Linked DNA regions of Zea mays: region 1 is linked to region 2. A link is a contact called in public Hi-C data. All regions are on one chromosome and are shown on one strand. The core of a region is the stretch at or near the end of the contact, and the rest is flanking DNA. Distances in the headings are between cores, read along the strand shown.

Region 1 (4,099 bases), core at 94-2,593, 340 kb after region 2:
ACAACAGATTAATTTAAAATAGCTGTGAGGGGTTATTTGTAAAAAAATGACGTATGACGATGGCATATTATGGGTTCTGGTGATGTGATTCTACAATTTGAGCCAGCCCCAAGAAGGGGAGAGCGAGACGTAATTACTCGTAGGACATCAGACTATTTCCTGGGATGCGAAGTGATGTGGGGTTCAAGCTTTAAGCAGCGATCTGTATTATGGGAGGAACTGATCCTGCTGTATTCATTTTGTTCCCCTTCACCATATGATTTTCTTCTCTTCCTTTGTTCAATTCTTCCTTCCTGTGATTCTTGTAGAGTTTTTTACTTGTACGGTTCTATATTGGGCCATTAGTTCTTTTTTTTTCTTGATAGACATTAGTAATATAATTTTTTTTGTAAGGTAGTTAACTTTGGGTTTCATATGATTTGTGAAATTATATGATGCAGTATCTGATACAAACAATTGTTGATGAATATAACATTTGTATATTTGTGTAAGGTACAATCAGGCCACGACTAATGTGTAATCAGGCATTATGTGTAAACGTGCAAACGAGTATTTTAGTATGTTGGATCATGACCCAACCTCTTCTTTTATGCTTCTCCGGTTGTACCATTAAACATAAAAACAAATAAATATAAGGGCACTAACATTATTGACTGAGTATTGTTTCTAACCATGTAATTTGTCTGATTCATGCCATGTAATCCATACTACTCTATTAAGAAATAATTTGTGTAATATTATAATGTCTGTTCGACATCAGTTCATTATATTTGAGTCATCTTATTTATAATATAATATTAAATATCTATATCGTTAATATAGTATTAGTGTTACGATGATATTTTGTTACACGGTTTTTATATATTATAGTGATGTTTGTCATTCTGTGTCTATGATTTATACTAATTTTTAACTTCCGTGACAACGTACGTGCACATTAATAATAGTAGAGTAGAGATAGAGATTTGCGGAAAATCCATTAGACCTTTAGAGCATATCTAACAATACCTCAAATTGGTGACTAAAATTGAAATATGAGGCTCTATGCTGGAAAAACGACTCCAACAGTATCACATTTCATAAAATTTAGTCAAAAAATTATATGGCACCTTCTCAAGTGCCTCAAATATACTACACCGTAGTATACTGCTCTATAATCTAGATTTGGAGTTTTACTGTTTAAGCGGAATGTTTGTTGGTGCCATAAATTCTATAAAACATATTAAATTTTAAATCATAAACATTTTTATAGATCACGTTGTTGAAGGTGCTTTTATGCTGGAGGGACTAACCAGAAATACATAAAACTTTAGGTTCAAAACTGCAAACAACATAAAATTCTCGTACAGGGCGCCAAATATAAAATATGCCACTCCATTTGCCCCCAAATTGATTTTAGTCTTAAATCCCCTGCGAGGCTGCGTCTCTCGAAGTCCAAAACGCCCCGCCCTGGAACCCTAACCCTACCTTTCCTCTCCCGCCACCGCCCGCCCCAATGGCGAAGCCGATGAAGTACGACGATGAGGAGGAGATCTCGTCCTCCGCCGAGGAGGAGGACCAGTCCGACGCCGCCGGCTCCGTATCTGGCGAGGAAGGGGATGACGACGACGAGGATGCTGCGGCGCCGCCCGCGGAGGAAGCTGAGGGCGAGGGGCAGCAGGAGGAGGAGGTCGACGAGGAAGAGATCGAAGCCGTCACTACCGGCGCTGGAGCTGAGGACGAGGAGGACGCCGGTGCCGTTACCGCCGCTGAAGGCGACGACGAGTCCCAGTCCACCGAGGACGACGAGCCCGTCGCGAGGGACAAGGACGATGACGACGAGGTGAGCGGGAGGTTAGGGTTTGAGTGTTTTAATCGCGTTTTTAGGGATTTGATTTAAAGAGGGCTTTGGAAATATACTAATATTTGAATTTTTTCCCGACCAGATAGTTTCAGAATAATCTGCTTTACAGTCATTGCTAGATATAGTCTCTGTTAATTTGTTAGTTTTGTTATTGTTGCAAGCACTTCTGCTTTTATTTTTTCTCAGAGCTGTGGCATAAGCTGTTGTTGTCTGGTTCTTCCATAATGCAAAGATAATAGTAATATTGGTAAATAATATATCTCTAGTTCTGAGTTTAATGTGTTGAGGGGACCCTTTGTTGTGTCATGCCCTACACTTAAGTAGTGAAAGTTTTACATTTCTTTGCCCTAACCATGTCTGCCGCAGACTGATGCAGTGGTTGGGAAGCGAGAGAAAGCAAGGCTAAAAGAACTCCAGAAGATGAAGAAACATAAAATCCAAGAAATATTAGATACTCAAAATGCCGCCATTGATGCTGACATGGTATATACTGTCTTTAAATGGATCCTCATGTACAATTGCATGGTTTGCACAGGATTAACCATTTAGGCTTAATATATGTTGTCTTGATCTTATATTTCTCAACAGAACAATAAAGGGAAGGGACGGTTGAAGTACCTTCTTCAGCAGACAGAAATATTTGCTCACTTTGCAAAAGGAAGTCAGTCCAACGAGAAAAAGCCACGCGGGAGGTAACATTGGTCTTGTTTGTGCCATGACTATATGAAATTACGAATTATCTTCTAAGTTTAGTGGACATTGCTGGCACTTCATTCGGCATAGCACTTTTGAAGTTTAAAAATACTATGAAGGATGCTCTCAGCTTTCAATCATGACCACATCATCACTTCTAACTGATGATGTACCTTTGCACATGAATCAACACACAATACAATCAACCTTCTCTGCTCAAGCCCGTAGGTGTATCTTTCATATTGTTATTATTTTCCTGAAATTGTCAGTATTGTATTGAGGTGACATCTGTTGCACCTTCTACATCTGTTCCTGTAGTTTAGATTGAAGTTGTTAATTTGAATATTTAATCTTGTAATATTCACTATCTTTATATTATGTAGTACTGCTCACTGTTTTGTATGCAGAACCATAAGACATAGCTCAATGAAATTCGAGGTTCTTTTCTGTCTACATCTACGTTAACTTGTTAAGTAATTTATTTGTTGATGAGTTGAGTCCATTTGTAGGGGACGCCATGCATCAAAGATGACTGAAGAAGAGGAAGATGAAGAATACCTCAAAGAGGAAGAAGATGCCCTTGCTGGTGCAGGGGGAACACGTTTAGTTTCACAGCCTTCATGTGAGCCCTTTGCTGGCTTTGTTACTACCTTGACATATGTTATTTCCTTGCTTTAATAACCTACATCAAGTCGATGGAAGAATTACTTGTTAAATAGATATTTTTCTCTGTTGCCATAAAATTATTTTGACGCTGTTTATAAGGCAAAGTGAACCTAGGTAAATTGAGTCTCGCACTGACTTTAAAATTTAAAAAGTGCTTCGGTTGAGGTGCAAACCGAACCAATATTATTAAGTATACTAATTTGTGTGGTGCAAATTGAACCAACATTATCCCATAAGGCCATAACTGACTGTTCATATTTAACCTATTTTGCCAAATAACTACTATTCAGTAAATGCCATGGTGCATTTGCTTGTTGATTCTTCTCATATAGAAGGAACATCTATTTATGCAATCAATGTTGTATCCTGTTTTCATTTCTGATGACACCTTTGTTCCATAAAAGGTTGCCTAACTACTTCCAATTTGCTGATAAAAGAATTGTATGTGCATTCTCATGGAAACCAATCAATAAGGTTTTAGTTTTCTTGGGCCTTGTATTCTTTGTTCATTGCTTTATGTAAATTTTTATTAAATGTTTGAATCTTTGCAGGCATCAAGGGAAAGATGCGTGATTATCAATTAGCTGGACTTAATTGGCTTATACGATTGTATGAGAATGGTATCAATGGGATATTAGCTGATGAGATGGTATGCTACATGTGTTAATCTTGATTAAGATGATCTTCTACTCTATTTTGTTTTGTTTGGCACTTTGGCTTTGAATGCATACTTTTTTATAATTTAGGGACTTGGGAAAACACTTCAAACTATTTCATTGCTGGGCTATCTGCATGAGTTCAGAGGTATAACTGGTCCTCACATGGTGGTTGCGCCGAAGTCCACCCTTGGCAACTGGATGAAGGAAATCCAACGTTTTTGCCCTATCCTACGTGCTG
Region 2 (3,915 bases), core at 767-3,266:
AGAAATCAAAGATCTGGTGGCAGAAGATAGAGGTCAAGAATTCGCAGAGGATGAACAAGGCACAATATGGTTCAAGAATAGGATATGTGTTCCTGAGATTGACAGCCTCAGTGAGACCATACTGAAGGAAGCCCATGACTCAGACTATTCTATTCATCCTGGTAGTACCAAGATGTATCAAGATCTAAAGCAGAAGTACTGGCGGTATGGGCTGAAAAGAGATGTAGCTGCACAAGTGGCTGTATGTGATGTATGTTAGAGTCAAAGCTGAACATCAGAGGCCAGCTGGACTGCTACACCCGTTAAAGGTGCCCGAAAGGAAGTGGGAAGAAATTGGTATGGACTTCATTGTCAGGTTGCCTCGCACCCCGAAAGGTTATGATTCCATATGGGTGATCGTGGATAGATTAACCAAAGTGGCTCACATTATCCCGGTCAAGAGTACTTACAAGGGTTCCCAGTTGGCAGAGTTATATATGTCTTGAATTGTGTGCTTACATGGGGTACCTAAGAAGATTGTTTCTGATCGAGGATCTCAGTTTACCTCAAGGTTTTGGAAGAGTCTCCATGAGAACATGGATACAAAGTTGAATTTCATCTCGGCTTATCATCCCCAAACTGATGGCTAGACTGAGAGAACCAACCAAGTGCTTGAGGATATGTTAAGAGCTTGTGCCCTTAAGCGTGGAGGTAGTTAGGACAAGAGTCTGCCATATGCAGAGTTCTCTTACAATAATAGTTATCAGGCCAGTCTGTAGATGTCTCCATTGAAGCTTTATATGGCAAAAAGTGTAGAACCCCTCTGTATTGGGATCAGACTGGTGAGAGGCAGTTCTTCGGGCCAGAAATTATTCAAGACGTAGAGGAACAAGTTCGGATGATCAGGGAGAAATTGAGGATAGCACAAACCTGACAGAAGAGTTATGCTGATAATCGAAGAAGACCACTGGAATTCGAAGAGGGTGATCACGTATACCTAAAGGTGTCACCAATTTGTGGTATGAGGAGATTTAAAGTTAAAGGTAAGCTATCCCCTCGCTTTATTGGACCCTTCAAAATCCTTAAGCGAGTTGGAGAGATGGCCTACCAGCTTGAGCTACCAGACCATCTATCTGATGTCCATGATGTGTTTCACATATCTCAACTTAAGAAGTGTCTCCGGGTTCCAGAGGAACATTTGCCTATGGAAGAAATTAGTGTGCAGGGTGATCTAACCTACACTGAGCATCCTATGAAGATCATTGACACCTTGAATCGGGTTATGCGAAACAAAGTGATCAAAATGTGCAAAGTGCAATGGAGTCATCATGGGGTAGATGAAGCTACTTGGGAGAGGGAAGAAGAATTACAAGTAGAGTTTCCCCACCTCTTTCCTAGCATGTAGTAATCTCGAGGTCGAGATTATTTTTAAGGGGGATAGGATTTGTAATACCCAACTTGTAGATAGTAAAAGAGAAGACTTAATCTCCTTATATGTATTGCCCTCTATTCATTAGAACATATGCATAATCATATTTAAAGTGAATAAATTAACTAATGAAACATAAATAATCTGGAGGTTATTTGTTTGTGCACTTAATAATAAAAATAATAAAAATAAAAATATACTAATGTTGAAATTTGAGTTTAATCTAAATTGAAATCGAGAATTTGAGAATGAAATAGAAAAGAAGAGAAGAGAAAAAGGAAAAAAACAATAAACTATAAAGAAAAATGTGTGGTATAGGAAAAATGATTCCTCGTGCTAGTATTTCTATTTGTGCATTTAATCTAGGTATGAGACTTACAAACAAATTTGAAATTCAAAGACTAGAATTTGAAATGGAGAAAGACATTCATACTAAAATAAGAAAAACAAAAGAAAACCCCGGCTGGGCCAACATCCTGAATTTGGCCCACCATCGCTTTTCAGCAACTCGGCCCAACTGGGCTGTGTGTCGCGCCGACAGGCGGGCCATGCCTGTCCGCGGCTGTCGCGCGCACCACTGGGCAGATTCCCTCACCGGGGTGCCAGCACCACTTGCCAGTGACCATATCGCGTGCGCCTCATCGCCTCTGATTCCGACCGGTGGGCCCTACTGTAGCCACTCGCGTTCTCGCGCCAACGCTGATCTTCGGGCCCCTGCTGCCAGTCACTGCACGGTGTAATCCCGACGGAAACCTTGCGCGCGGCGAAGCTCAGCCTGATCCAATCCCAGGAATCTCGATGGCAGTTTCAACTAACCGCTCCACCAGCTGGTGGCTCGATGACCCGTCCTTTAAGACCGTGACCCAGGCACCTGCGTAGGATCGTTGTTCCCGGTTGTGCGCGCCAAAAAAAGAGGAAAGGAGAGCAGAGCGCCGCCGTGAGAGAAATTCCATCCGACCGCCGATTTGACCCTGCGAACCAGACCAAAGAGGGAGCGTAGGGAGCGGGGGAAGAAGCGCGTTGGAGCCCCTCACCGTGGGAGGGCCTAGATAAACAACAATTTCTCGCCGGAGTTGTTCATCGTCGTGGAGCCGCCTCGCGCCGTTGGGCAACTCGACTTCGCTTCAATCACGGGTGAGGACCTCCTTCTCGGATCCGATATTGTCTAGGCTTCAATTAGCGCTTAGAATAAATTAGAATCGTGCGCCGTGTGCCGGGCATGCCGTGCGCCAGTGGTAGCGCCGCCGCGGGGCCATGTTCTCATCGTCCGATCGGGTGGAGGTGAGGGGTGAGCCAGGTACCGTGGATCCTTTATTTACGGCTAAGATTAGCGTAGCCTTACCCTTTCTTTCGCCCGAGACATGGCCATTGATCTGGTGATCCTCGGCCAATAATGGGTCGCTAGTGTTTTAAATCGTTGCTGTCGATCTCCGATCGGTCGGTCCAGGAGCGGTTTCTGTTACTTAAAAGCCCCATCTTAGATCTCGGATCCGACGGTCAGTTTTGTGTATCGGTTCGTTTGGGATTCTATCTAATCTGAGTCATTGGTGGGTGATCGGATGGCTGTGATTAGGGGATGCCTTGGGCCGTGAGAGTTTTGCGTATGAGCCCTCGGGGAAGATACAAACTAACCCGCCATCCACGGTTGTCTTAGAATCATTACCAAGAAGTCTTAGTTCTTATAAACCAACACCTGGATTTTCTAGGAATAGTGCCCGCCACCCAATGCTTTGAGGAAGCAATAAATAAATTAAAGAAATTGATTTTTAGCATAAAATTTATTCACCAACTTTAGGAAATTCATAACTTCTTTAATTTAGCGCCAAATTGATCCATTCCAGTTGCATTAGACTCATATTAATATTGTCTATCAGTTAGTAACCTTATTTTACCATGTAACATAGAGATTAAATCAAGCACTCATTTTGTTTTATATTTAGCACCTAAATATTCAGAAAATCATAACTCTTAAACCGTAACTCCGAATTTAGTGGTTCTTGAACCTAGGATCTCATTATGATGCGTAGAATATTATCATGCATCATGTTCTGATGTTTGGTGTGATGTTAATTTCTCCTCGCCATGTCTGTTTGTATTGTTGCGAGTAGACGAGCAAGCAATTGAGGAGCCCGGTACTCAACAGGTGGAAAATACTGAGCAAGAGCTCATTGAAGGCAAGTTGTGCCCTTGACCACTTTTATTTACCCAATAATGTTCTCTATAATCAATTTGGCATGCTTAGGCTTAATTTTGATGGGATCCAATAGGTCACCCTAGTTTGGTCATCTTTATACCTTGTTTACCACTGAACTTTTTGGGTACTATTTGCTATTACTATATGTGGTTTTGGGTATTAAGATAATTATTATTTATGATCATGCTTTATTATTGTTGTTTTATTCTATTCATGATAAGACTATTGTGTTAATTGGAACATATAGCTTAACTTGAGATAAACGTGCCACCACAAGGGTGGAATGGGACGCCTTGGCTGACTAATTAGGAAA

Evidence for each region. A called contact is a pair of places that touch in the nucleus more often than the background predicts.
Region 1: a Hi-C map of ear shows a contact between it and region 2, with 2.9 times the contacts expected there. The contact joins the promoter of LOC103635205 here to the enhancer-like site in region 2. A contact is called at or near these places in 5 of 25 Hi-C or Micro-C datasets (bundle sheath, ear, endosperm and 1 more).

Annotation. Positions count from the first base shown.
Region 1 is chr8:54,521,424-54,525,522 of Zm-B73-REFERENCE-NAM-5.0, forward strand. LOC103635205 (probable chromatin-remodeling complex ATPase chain) reads left to right here and starts at 1,344. Exons shown (of 25, transcript XM_008657719.3): 1 at 1,344-1,822; 2 at 2,210-2,326; 3 at 2,432-2,535; 4 at 3,046-3,158; 5 at 3,754-3,851; 6 at 3,949-4,099. The coding sequence starts at 1,496.
Region 2 is chr8:54,179,320-54,183,234 of Zm-B73-REFERENCE-NAM-5.0, forward strand. No RefSeq gene overlaps it. Among protein-coding and RNA genes, the nearest start is that of LOC100284736, 120 kb to the right of the region's middle. Within about 2 kb of position 2,017, at least 17 of the 20 cell types and tissues checked have an H3K27ac peak or open chromatin away from gene starts, as enhancers often do. A contact at or near this core is called in bundle sheath, ear and tassel, where this site is marked.